Linked DNA regions of Mus musculus: regions 1 and 2 are each linked to region 3. A link is a contact called in public HiChIP or PLAC-seq and promoter capture Hi-C data. All regions are on one chromosome and are shown on one strand. Each heading gives the region's core, a stretch centred on a gene start, on an enhancer-like site or on the middle of the called end of the contact. The rest is flanking DNA. Distances are from core to core; before and after follow the strand shown.

Evidence for each region. Promoter capture Hi-C pulls out the DNA fragments that hold promoters and counts their contacts. HiChIP or PLAC-seq counts read pairs in DNA pulled down with a chosen protein or histone mark.
Region 1: an SMC1A HiChIP or PLAC-seq map of large pre-B cells shows a contact between it and region 3, with 8 times the contacts expected there. The contact joins the enhancer-like site here to the promoter of Dapk2 in region 3. A contact is called at or near these places in 9 of 39 promoter capture datasets (the 3T3-L1 cell line, the C10 cell line, cranial neural crest and 6 more), 2 of 15 datasets of contacts at CTCF or cohesin (large pre-B cells and pro-B cells), 12 of 484 Hi-C or Micro-C datasets (CD4 T cells, centrocytes, double positive thymocytes and 6 more), 2 of 115 datasets of contacts at active chromatin or transcription factors (craniofacial prominence and embryonic midbrain) and 1 of 9 other capture datasets (embryonic stem cells).
Region 2: a promoter capture Hi-C map of neutrophils shows a contact between it and region 3, with 3 times the contacts expected there. The contact joins the promoter of Car12 here to the promoter of Dapk2 in region 3. A contact is called at or near these places in 15 of 39 promoter capture datasets (the 3T3-L1 cell line, 3T3-L1-derived adipocytes, the C10 cell line and 9 more), 2 of 15 datasets of contacts at CTCF or cohesin (large pre-B cells and pro-B cells), 14 of 484 Hi-C or Micro-C datasets (B cells, CD8 T cells, the G1E-ER4 cell line and 6 more), 6 of 115 datasets of contacts at active chromatin or transcription factors (T-cell acute lymphoblastic leukemia, embryonic basal ganglia, embryonic stem cells and 2 more) and 4 of 9 other capture datasets (adipose tissue, embryonic stem cells, liver and 1 more).

What each region holds. Positions count from the first base shown.
Region 1 is chr9:66,811,803-66,815,065 of GRCm38.p6, forward strand. It overlaps Aph1c (aph1 homolog C, gamma secretase subunit), which reads right to left. Exons shown (of 6, transcript NM_026674.3): 6 at 3,192-3,263. Among named protein-coding and RNA genes, the nearest start is that of Aph1b, 18 kb to the left of the region's middle. Within about 2 kb of position 1,714, at least 19 of the 459 cell types and tissues checked have an H3K27ac peak or open chromatin away from gene starts, as enhancers often do.
Region 2 is chr9:66,711,925-66,715,173 of GRCm38.p6, forward strand. Car12 (carbonic anhydrase 12) reads left to right here and starts at 1,762. Exons shown (of 11, transcript NM_178396.5): 1 at 1,762-2,009. The coding sequence starts at 1,925.
Region 3 is chr9:66,156,807-66,160,059 of GRCm38.p6, forward strand. Dapk2 (death-associated protein kinase 2) reads left to right here and starts at 1,420. Exons shown (of 12, transcript NM_010019.3): 1 at 1,420-1,534.

The sequences.
Region 1 (3,263 bases), core at 464-2,963, 660 kb after region 3:
ATAATATAATTGCATTATTTCCCCTTCTCTTCCCCTTAATTTCCACCTTGCATCATTTGTCTCTCTGTTGTCCAGTTTTAGTTCTAACAACTATACAATTTGCCAGCATTTTTCTAGGTTTTCTTTTCATACCCTTGATCATCTGTTGATGTGTAAGTTCTTAATTTGGAGGAAGTCTAGTTGTCCATTTGTGCTGTTGTTGTCATAACTAGGGCTTAACTGCCAGATCTGAGGTCATGAAGGTTTATCTAACATTATGATTCTTTATTTTTTATGGTTTAGCTCAAATATTTAGATTATTGATTCATTTTGAGTTAATTTGTCATGCATTGTGTGAAACAGTTTACATGAAAACTATTTCAATATTTGTTACGGAGCCCAAGAGAAAGCAGCATGAATCAATCAGTAAGGGACACACTAAATTAGGGCTATTCTTTAAGACAGATATGTGCATAGAAACCAGGAGATAAAAACCTGAAGCTGGTGTTCTGAACAAGGTATGGACTCAAGAAAAAAATATGTGAGGCAGATAAGTGTGTGGATTTATGTAAATTTCTGGTGCAAGATACAATCATTCTTTCAGTGATTGTTTAAAAGAATGCATGACTTTTTTCATTGTAATCTGGGAAGTTATTCTTCTATTTTGATGTACCCAAGAAAAACAACGATCAGACTTCAGGATGTTGGTTGGATTTTTCAGACACAATCTCATTTCAGGAAAGCATACATTGCTTCCACCATGACTACTTTAAAAGGAATGTTCCTTTTTATGTACCTAATATTCCTGGCTACAAAACCAAGCCACAACAACAGGCTGACTGCACACTCAAAATGACCAGGGGCTGCAAATCAGAGCAACTAAATAAACAAAGGAGCTTCTATCTTTAAAAAAGTCTTTAAATGCTTTTTAATTTTAAAATTGTTCAAACTTGCTTAGTCTATGCAAGGAGGAAAAAGTAGCCAATTGTGCTTCCATACTTATAATTTTGATATTGGAGTGCCTTGTAAAAATTGTAGGATGTCTTCAGAACTGATTTTGTTGTCAATTTAACTTTAGCTCATTTTACCAGGGGAAATGAGAGAGGAGGGAGGAAATGACCTCCTCCTTAGTGCTGGTCCTGGTGGTTTTGATCTGCTGTCTGATTCGCCTCTCAAACAACCCTTTGTAGCAAGTCTCATTATCCCAAGTTAGTGCCGAAGTATTAGAGGCTCTGGCGCTGAGACTGAGTAACTTGAATATGAACTCATGGCTGGTTGTAAATGCTTTCCAATATAGTAAAGTATTCTGGAATCAGAAGGCTGTCTGCAACAAGAACCTGAGACTTTGGTAATGTTCAGTTTGGTAAATTATGAGGTGTTAAAAAAGTACTGGCTACTGAAACAAGTATATAATTTTGCACCATTTGCTTTTTACAATTAGAAACACTTGCTAGTTTTAGAAAAAGATATATAAACATGAGTCAATATAATTAACATTTTCAGACTTTCTCTGATATTGCCAAAAAAAACAAACAAACAAACAAACAAAAAACCCAAACCAAAACAACAACAACAAAATCCTGTTTTAGGTGGGTGGGTTTTAGCGGCAATGGGCTTGTCTGGCATGTTGGAATTTCCATTATGAAAATATCCCAGTGGGGAAGAAAAGAAGAACAGAGGTAGAAGCTGTAGTATCAAAGGCTGGGTAGAATGATCCAATTTCAGTGAGCCTTTCTGAGAGAAAGCTAGCCACCTGCTGTGGTCTCCTGGGGAACCTGGGCTGGTGCCTGTTGATGTTGTCTGTTATCCAGCTGAAAGGAAATTAGGTTAGCAGCTGCACTGGGCCAAACGGAGCACAGTGTTACCTTCTGGTGTTATCCGGTACTGGGAACAACAGGTCAAGGGATGAGGTCCAGTTTTTCCCATTCTGACAAAAGCAGGCATAGAACCAAAACCCTTGGGGGCTGAAATTTAGGGGCAAGATCCTATGCTGGATTGAAATTGAGTGCTTAAAAGGAAAAGTAAGATAGAATGCTAGGTTGACAAATGAGGGAAAACAGAGGCCCTACCAAAGGGTTCTATATCCTGATAGAGACACCAATGCCTGGTGCTTGATGCAGTCTCACCGGATCCTACAAAGTTCGGTACATCAGAGACTACGGGTCTAGCTCCCACGTGACTGTTTCCCGTAATTTGTATTAATTCCGGAGTTCAACGCTTAGGACTGGGGTTAGGACTAAAGTGTGCACCCCCAGAACCCATGCACATCTTGGCTAGGTAGCAGGCAATCATAATCTCAGCACTTCTTCAGTCAGATGGGAGCTGAATACAAAAGAATTCCCTGAAACTCCCTGCCCAGCTCTCCTGGCACTCACAGCAACAGCCAACCAAACAACAGAGGCCTTGTCACAAACAAGTAGAAGGTGAAGGAAATCCCCAAGGTTGTCATGTGACCCCCACATATGCACCAAATATAGGTTCCTGTCCTCACACTTGCATAGGAATGAAAACACCCCCACCCCCCAACACACACACACCATACACATGCACATATGCACACATGCACAAAAAGATTTTCTTTTTTAAAGAAGAGAATACTGCACACTTAATAAGAAACGTGAGCAACTTAGCGGATGGAGTAGTAGATAGTAATACTCTTCATTAATCTCTTTCTTCATTCATTCACCCAGCAAACCCTCTGAGGGCCTTTTTAAAGGTTTGAGTAGAGTGAGTTTCTTGGTTTTCGATCACATTCTAAGGGGCTGGAGAGATAGCTCAGTGGTAAAGAGTACTTGTTTGCTGACAGAAGTTTCAGTTCTCAGCATCCATATGATGGCTCACAGCCATCTGTAAGACCAGTTCCAAGGGATCCAAAGCCTGCTTCTGGGCTCCTCAGGTATGCAGAGGGTGCACAAGCACACATTAATGTTTGTTTCTGATCTACCAACAAGCAAACAACACAAGTATAGGTACATAATAACCCTTTACTGGATCAAAAACTAAGAATCCTGTTGCCTCAGCTCAGACACAGGGTTACAAAAGTGCACCACCATGCTTGGTCACACTATTTCCTTACTGCCTTGTAAGTTCAGGCCTAGAATTTATTCCCACTTAGAATAAAAAGATGTATAGGTGTCTATGAAATACAACAATCAATGGAAGAAAAAAGCTGGCTTATACACGTGTCCTTTGACCTCCACACACACACATAATAATTGTTAATTTTTTAATTAAAAGAACATTTTGGCCACCATCAGACATTTAAACGTGGATACAACACAGAA
Region 2 (3,249 bases), core at 512-3,011, 560 kb after region 3:
TTTCAGCTTATATTCTTGATTCCCTTCTGTTAACCATTCTTTACCAATTAGCCAGCTATCTGCTAGACATACGATGAATGTCACAAGCTTTCCCTCTGTGGCTCCTAGTTTATGATCTATTCTTACTATTTGACTAAATCCACCATATCCTTCTTTTTTCCCTGCATCTTTGGGGATCCGTTTAAAGTGAACATTTGAGAAGTTGAACTGAGTACTTTCCGACATACTGAAAAACACCTGTCGTGGGAGTGACACAGGCCGGTGGCAGGTATGATCCAGTTGGCCTTGAACTAGTCAAGGCTTCACTCTCTGGGCCCAGAATCTGCATCTCAGAACATTCAGGGGTCTCTCTGGGCCTTCTGCTCCCCAGTCCACCTCAGCCTTTAACAAGACTGCCTAAGCCACTCCAGAGCTCATTCAAGGCTATTCATCTCTGAGAAAAGGTCACCCTTAAGCTTATTGTGGTCTGGAAATGATTGTGACAAAATTGTCATTGTAACAACTTCCTTGAAGAGATTTCAAGCCCTTTATTACCCATACAATAGTTGAGCTGTTAGGGACAGAACAATAACACCCCTTGAAATGCAGGCGACACCTGCTTCCTGGTGGTTCTCGGCTGCTCAGTCTCTCCAAGTTGTAGGTGAACAAATGGCCTCTTTGGTCACCAAGGCCAACCTGAGTTGTAGGTTGAGTGCCAGAACAGATGGGGGATGGGGGAGGGCTGGGCTGGTTGACTTGGCCCAGAGAAGAGGGCATGGCGGGCCAGGTTACAAACATGGGGTTATGTACTATTCCGTATGTGTAGGCAGCAGGAGACCAGGGTTAGTAGGAGCAGGAAACTGAGCCCCACACCTGAGGTGGTAGAGAGATATGGAGGAGCCAGGGAAGCAGAGACCATCTCGGGCGGGAATAACAAACAGACGATATAGGAGGTAAGGGTGGGGAACAGCAGAGCAGGAGGCCAGGAAGATTCAGCTCCGCATGGGCGGGCTAGACACAAACGTGATCAGAACAACGGGCTCCTGTCTAGAGTGTAAGTGTGCATATTGCAAAGCAAGCGGAGATTGGAGAATAGTGGGCAGGAGTAGCAACAGGTGATAAACCAGCATTGGAAACAGCCTGGCCACTGGTCCACATAACCCCTAGCCTGGTCTCTGATGCTTGTAGACACTCGGTAATAAAGCAAGTCCTTTTCTTTCACCACTACTTCAGAGAGGGCACCTTCTCCACCTGCTGCCTACCGAAGATGGGCTGATCCTGTGAATTTGCACAAGGAGTAAGCCTTGTCTACATGCCTCCTCCTCCTAAGGGAAATGCTAATCGCCAAGAAAAGCGACTCATTTCTGTGAATCCCTTTATCTTAGTTTCCGATTCGCAGTCTCTTTGTGGTTTCGTTGAGAAGAGCTTAATCTGGATGTGATGTGTAATTCACAGCTACTTGGCTAAGACCAGGCAGAAACATTCAGACCCTGAATGAGGCTTTGGCCCAAACAGCATTCTATGCTGGGGCTTTCAAGTAAGGGCAGTGACAGACCACAGTCACATCTAGGGAAGTGAGTGCTGCACGGGTCCCTGACTTTCCATACCTCCCTGTGAGAACTGGCTCCCCCAAGTAACCTGTGGCCCAGAGGACCGCCGCAGTGGGCCACTGAGGACCACTTAAGTCAGGACCTCAACTCACCTCGGACCTGGGGCTCCTGCCCTCCGGTAGGCTGGGCTTTCTGCCCCGCCCTCCTGCCTGATGACATCATGTTTAGGGTTGAGTCGCGGCATTAAAAAGCAGCCTACAGGCAGCCACGAGTCTACACAACCAACGTGCACGTCTTGGTCCCAGGCTAAGTGCACACTGTGCTGGTGCGCCGCTGCCAGCTCCGAGCGCCCCACAGCTCCGAGTGAGTGGCAGCTTTGAGTCGCCAGGACAAAGATGCCTCACCGCAGCCTGCGCGCGACTGTCGTCCTCCTGTTGGTGATCCTTAAGAAGCAGCCTTCCAGCTCAGCCCCACTCAACGGTAAAGTTTCTGCTTACTTAAAAAAAAAAAAAAAAAAAAAAAAAAAAAAAAAAAGAGTCCTGTGCACTGAGCCATGCCTGGGCAGAGAGAGGATTTCTGCCAGGCTCTTGCAAGATAAAGTAAAATCACTACTGAGCGAGTAAGGAAGTTGCTGTGTGCCTAGCACATTTTCAAGAAAGGATGCTAGCTTTGGGATCGTTTGGGATGCACTGTTAGCTGAGGTTAGTTGGAGGCACTTTTTTTTAACGGTGCTTGGTGCACAGTTGTAGTTACTCATTTGCCTCTTTTCTGAGCACACTACCTCTGGAGATGGGGCTTGGAAACTTGCTAGCCAGGATCCCGGAACCACGTGCAGAGCGCTGAGAAAGGACTGTCTTCCTGTGTGCTGTGATCCGCAAGAAGGGGTGTCTGGCTGATCGTCAGAACCCTCAGAGAGGCAGTTAACCAGTAGGTTTCACACTCCGTGTCCAGGGGATAATGTAGCCCACCGTTAGTCATTGTCTTTCCCCTCGAGATCTCTGCTACACTGAACCTACATGTGTGCGCACATGCCTTATTTCTAACTGTAATAAGGGGCTGAAACCCGAAGGGCAAGTATGCTGAACAGGGTGTCAGGTTGAGGTGGGAAGAGGAGCCTGAATTGTGGGCTCATGTCCAAAGCCTGGATAATTAACTCCTTTGGAATAAGAAAAGGAAAAGCAAGCTTTAGCCTGCCTCTCCCTCAGGCTACTACTAACCTTAGGGAGAAGGTGGGGACTGGGTCCTGCTTGTTTGTGTCAATGGGTCCCCACACTGTGGTGATACTTGTTCTTGGGTTGCAATAGAAGGGACCAAGAGTGACCCCAGTGGCTGAACAATGATTCCCCTGGCCAGGCAGCGGGGAGAGAGCCCAGCTCCTGCCCAGCAGTATCAGAGCTCTGCTCTCCTTCCCCCCTTGGAGGACCACACTCTGCCGGTGGGCAACAAGCCACTACCCCTTTACTGAACCTTCATCGACTGGCTGGCAGGATCTGCCTACTATCACCTTTCCCACGCAGTCAGGAAGAAGCAGAATGTGGGAGAAGTCCCACAAAAGTGGCGATCAATTTTGAAAACTGTTAACTTTGGGTTGCTACTAACTCTAAAGGAATCTATAGAGACTGAAGTTCACCAGAAGTCGTTTTAGCACCAAGCACCTCACACAAAGGAGAGAAGGACTCTATTGATCTTTTTTTTTTTTGAAAGTTTGGGGCTCTCCATT
Region 3 (3,253 bases), core at 170-2,669:
GGATCTTCCCTGAGACTGTTCAAGACACAATGAGAGAGTTGGGCGGTACTCAGTGGCATTTTCAGGGTTCCTGGTGTTGAAAAGGCTGAGGGGTAGTGTGCTCCTTGGGCACATTTCACATGTCACCCTCCGCCAGTGCTACTCAGGACTTCACTGGAAGCTACCAGAAGGGTTGTTGTTCCCACTTTCTGGTGGCTGACCACACATGGATGATAGGGCAGGACTTTGGACTACACCCATGACTCAGAATCTTACATCCTTAGCTCTAGGGAGGATCCCTAAGGGGGGATCTGTGCTACTTTTCTTGTTGCTGTGAGAAAGTACTCAAGGGGTGGGGGAGGCAACTCAAGAACGGGCTCACAGTTAGAAGGTATAGGGTATAGTCCATCATGGCAGCAGGAGCGTGGCGCAGCTGGGTACATTGTGCCCAGCCTCAGGAAGGGGGGGGAGGGGAAGGGGAGGGGGAGGGAGAGAGAAATATGAGGTGAATCCTGGTTCTCTGTTCACAGAGAGCCCTCTAAACTGCACAGATCTGAAAGGTCACACGCAAAGGTCTGGGATCTTCCCGGAGGCTGTCCCAGATATTGCAGCAATGGTCAGAGAAGAGCAGCCCTCACTAGCCAGTTTCTCCTCACCGATTTTTTTTTTTTAATTCCTGGACCCCAGCCCGTGGACCATTGCTGTGCACATCTAGGGCTGGTCTCACTAAAGCTCTGGAAACACAATCTAGAAATTCCTATAGGCATACCCAGAGGTTTATCTCCTGATTGTAAATCCAGTCACATTGACAGTGTTAGCTGTCACAGTGACTTAGGGCTGGAGGCTCTAGGTGGCCATCCTTAAAATGTCTCTGGTCTTGAATGGAGACCATTGAACTTCAGTTTTGTTTCCAGCCACCAACGCTACCACTGATATTTTCTCCTTCTGATAATTTGCAAAAGGAAGGGAGAATCAACTCCCAAGTCCTTCATTAAGACAGGCTTAATGGTGATACACGGACTACACTCAAGAATGGTGCCAGGGTTGGCGTGGTAATAGGCAAATATGGGCAGTCTTCAAGCTGGGCCGGGAATGAGTGGGGCACATGAGAGCTTCCTACCCTTGTGTGGAGCGAGGTCCCCAGAGAATCTGATCAGTCAGGGTGTGCGTGGGTGGGGACGAAGGGCAGAGAAATTCTGTTTTCTGGCAATTGTGCTGGGTTGTGAAGTGCGTTGATCATTAGCTTACTCAAGTTGATTCGTTCCAGGTGGCACAGCATGTGAGAGACAGGGCGGGAAGGGACGAGCATCCAAGTCCTCACCTCGGGGCGGTCCCGCGGGGGTTCCAGCAGGGGGCGCCCCGAGCTCCGGGCCGAGTGTCCGGGCGCGCCTCCAGCCGGCGCCTGGGACCGGGCTGGCCGCTCCGCCCCCTCTGCTCCTCGGCGGCTCTGCGGGCGGACGCCGGGCGCAGGGAGCAGAGCAGAGCGGAGCGCCGCGCACCCCGCCGCGCCCCGGTGCACGTCCAGCTCTCCGCACATGCAGCGCAGCCTTTCGCCGTGAGTAGCGCCCGGGCCGCGGGATTCGACGGCAGCAGTGGCTGGGGTGGTCGGGCATTGCCTGTCTAGGATATAGCCGTTCTGTGGTTTGTGCGCTGGGACGGCACCCGGAGGCCAGTCTGCAGGCTACTACTACCTCGGGGTGCCTCCTAAGCTTGACACTCTGGTCCCAGAGACGGGATGGGGATTGACGGACAGAGGCCTGACATCTGGGCAGGAGAATGGAAACAACCATGCATCAAGTTTGGCCCCCTCAAAAGTCCCCAATAGGAGAGAAACAAGCCCAGCCTCTGTGGGCTCACACCTCCTCCTCCCCGCCTCAGCCCGGGAGGTTGCTTCCTGTGAAATGAACCTCCAGTGTGGCCTAACAGCTGCGGGCAGGTGGAGGGACACTCCCTGGTTCCCTGTCATCTAAAGGTAGCTGGGGGCAGCTCTTTTGGTTTCTGACACTAGTTCCCAACTAACTGGCTTGGCATCCTAGGGGAATTTTGTTGACTAAAAGTGGCTGGTACCTTGACTGCTTCAGAGTTGGGTTCAAAGCCCTCCCTGTCTCCACCTGCCCGCCGGTTAAGTTTTTGGCATCTAAAGTCATGGTATTGATAGACCAGTAGCTGTCTTTGGAGGCTTGACTGAAGTGTCAGGAATGGGTGGGTATCTGTTGCCCCGGGACAACAAACTACCTGCTGGAGGGAATAAACCAGCCAACCCTGACAGCTTCTCTAGAGCCTTCTATTCTGTTAGATGTGGGGGGCAAACAGTCCGGCTGCCCAAAGAAGCTGAACCTTTTATTAAAAGACTGAGTTTTTCTCATGTCAACTCAGGGAGGTGGCTGACCTTCTGAGCCCCAACATCCTTATCAGGGATCATCCAAAGGGGTTCTGTGATGCTAGAGTCTCCTCCCTTCTGCTGGCACTGCTGGCAGTTTCCCCAGACCTGAGTCTGAGGATTCTTCATGTGTGTGTGTATGTGCGCACGTGTTCCAAACCACTGCCTGTCCCTGCCAAACTTGGGCACCTTCTCCTTGGAACTGTTCTCCCAGAAGCCACTGGCTTTCCAGTCCTGAGCCATCCATGGAGGAGTTGTGTGGGTATCAAGAGAAGCCCTGGGAAGTTTGATGGCCTAGCTGTGCCATGGTGGAAAGGTCCCTTTCCCTCTCTGGACCTCAGATTTCTCCTTTTGTCTAACAAGTGACTTAGACCCGATCCCAGTGGGTTCAGACTTTTGTTTCAATGTTAAGTTTTTACCCCAAACCCCAGTCCACAGCAAGGATACCGTGGGATGGGAGTGCTCTGTATCACTTCCTCAGCCTGCTGACTTCTGAGGAAGAGAGTAAACTGGAAAGGTAACTGGGAGGTCCCTTTCTGTGGGGTCCCAGGAGGTCTATGTTACCTCCTAGAGTGTTGCTTGCCATTAAGGCCATGGGTAGGAAGGAGAATTCCCAGGGCCCCCTTGGGAGGATTGTTCACATCCAGATGGGTGTCATCTTTGCAAGGTAGCCTGAGTCTCGGGTCAAAAGGCATAGTCATGTGCCTTGCCTCTGATATGTGGTTTTCAGCTTCTCAAAATTGGTGGTTATAACTCTACCTTCGAGTTACTGCACTTGACTCTGAGAATTTATCAATTGAAATGAGAATTGCTCTTGTGGAGGTGTGATGGGAGGGTGATGAGCTGCCACGGGTGTTTCATTTCGTATGGAGTATCTGAGCTGTAGCCATGAGC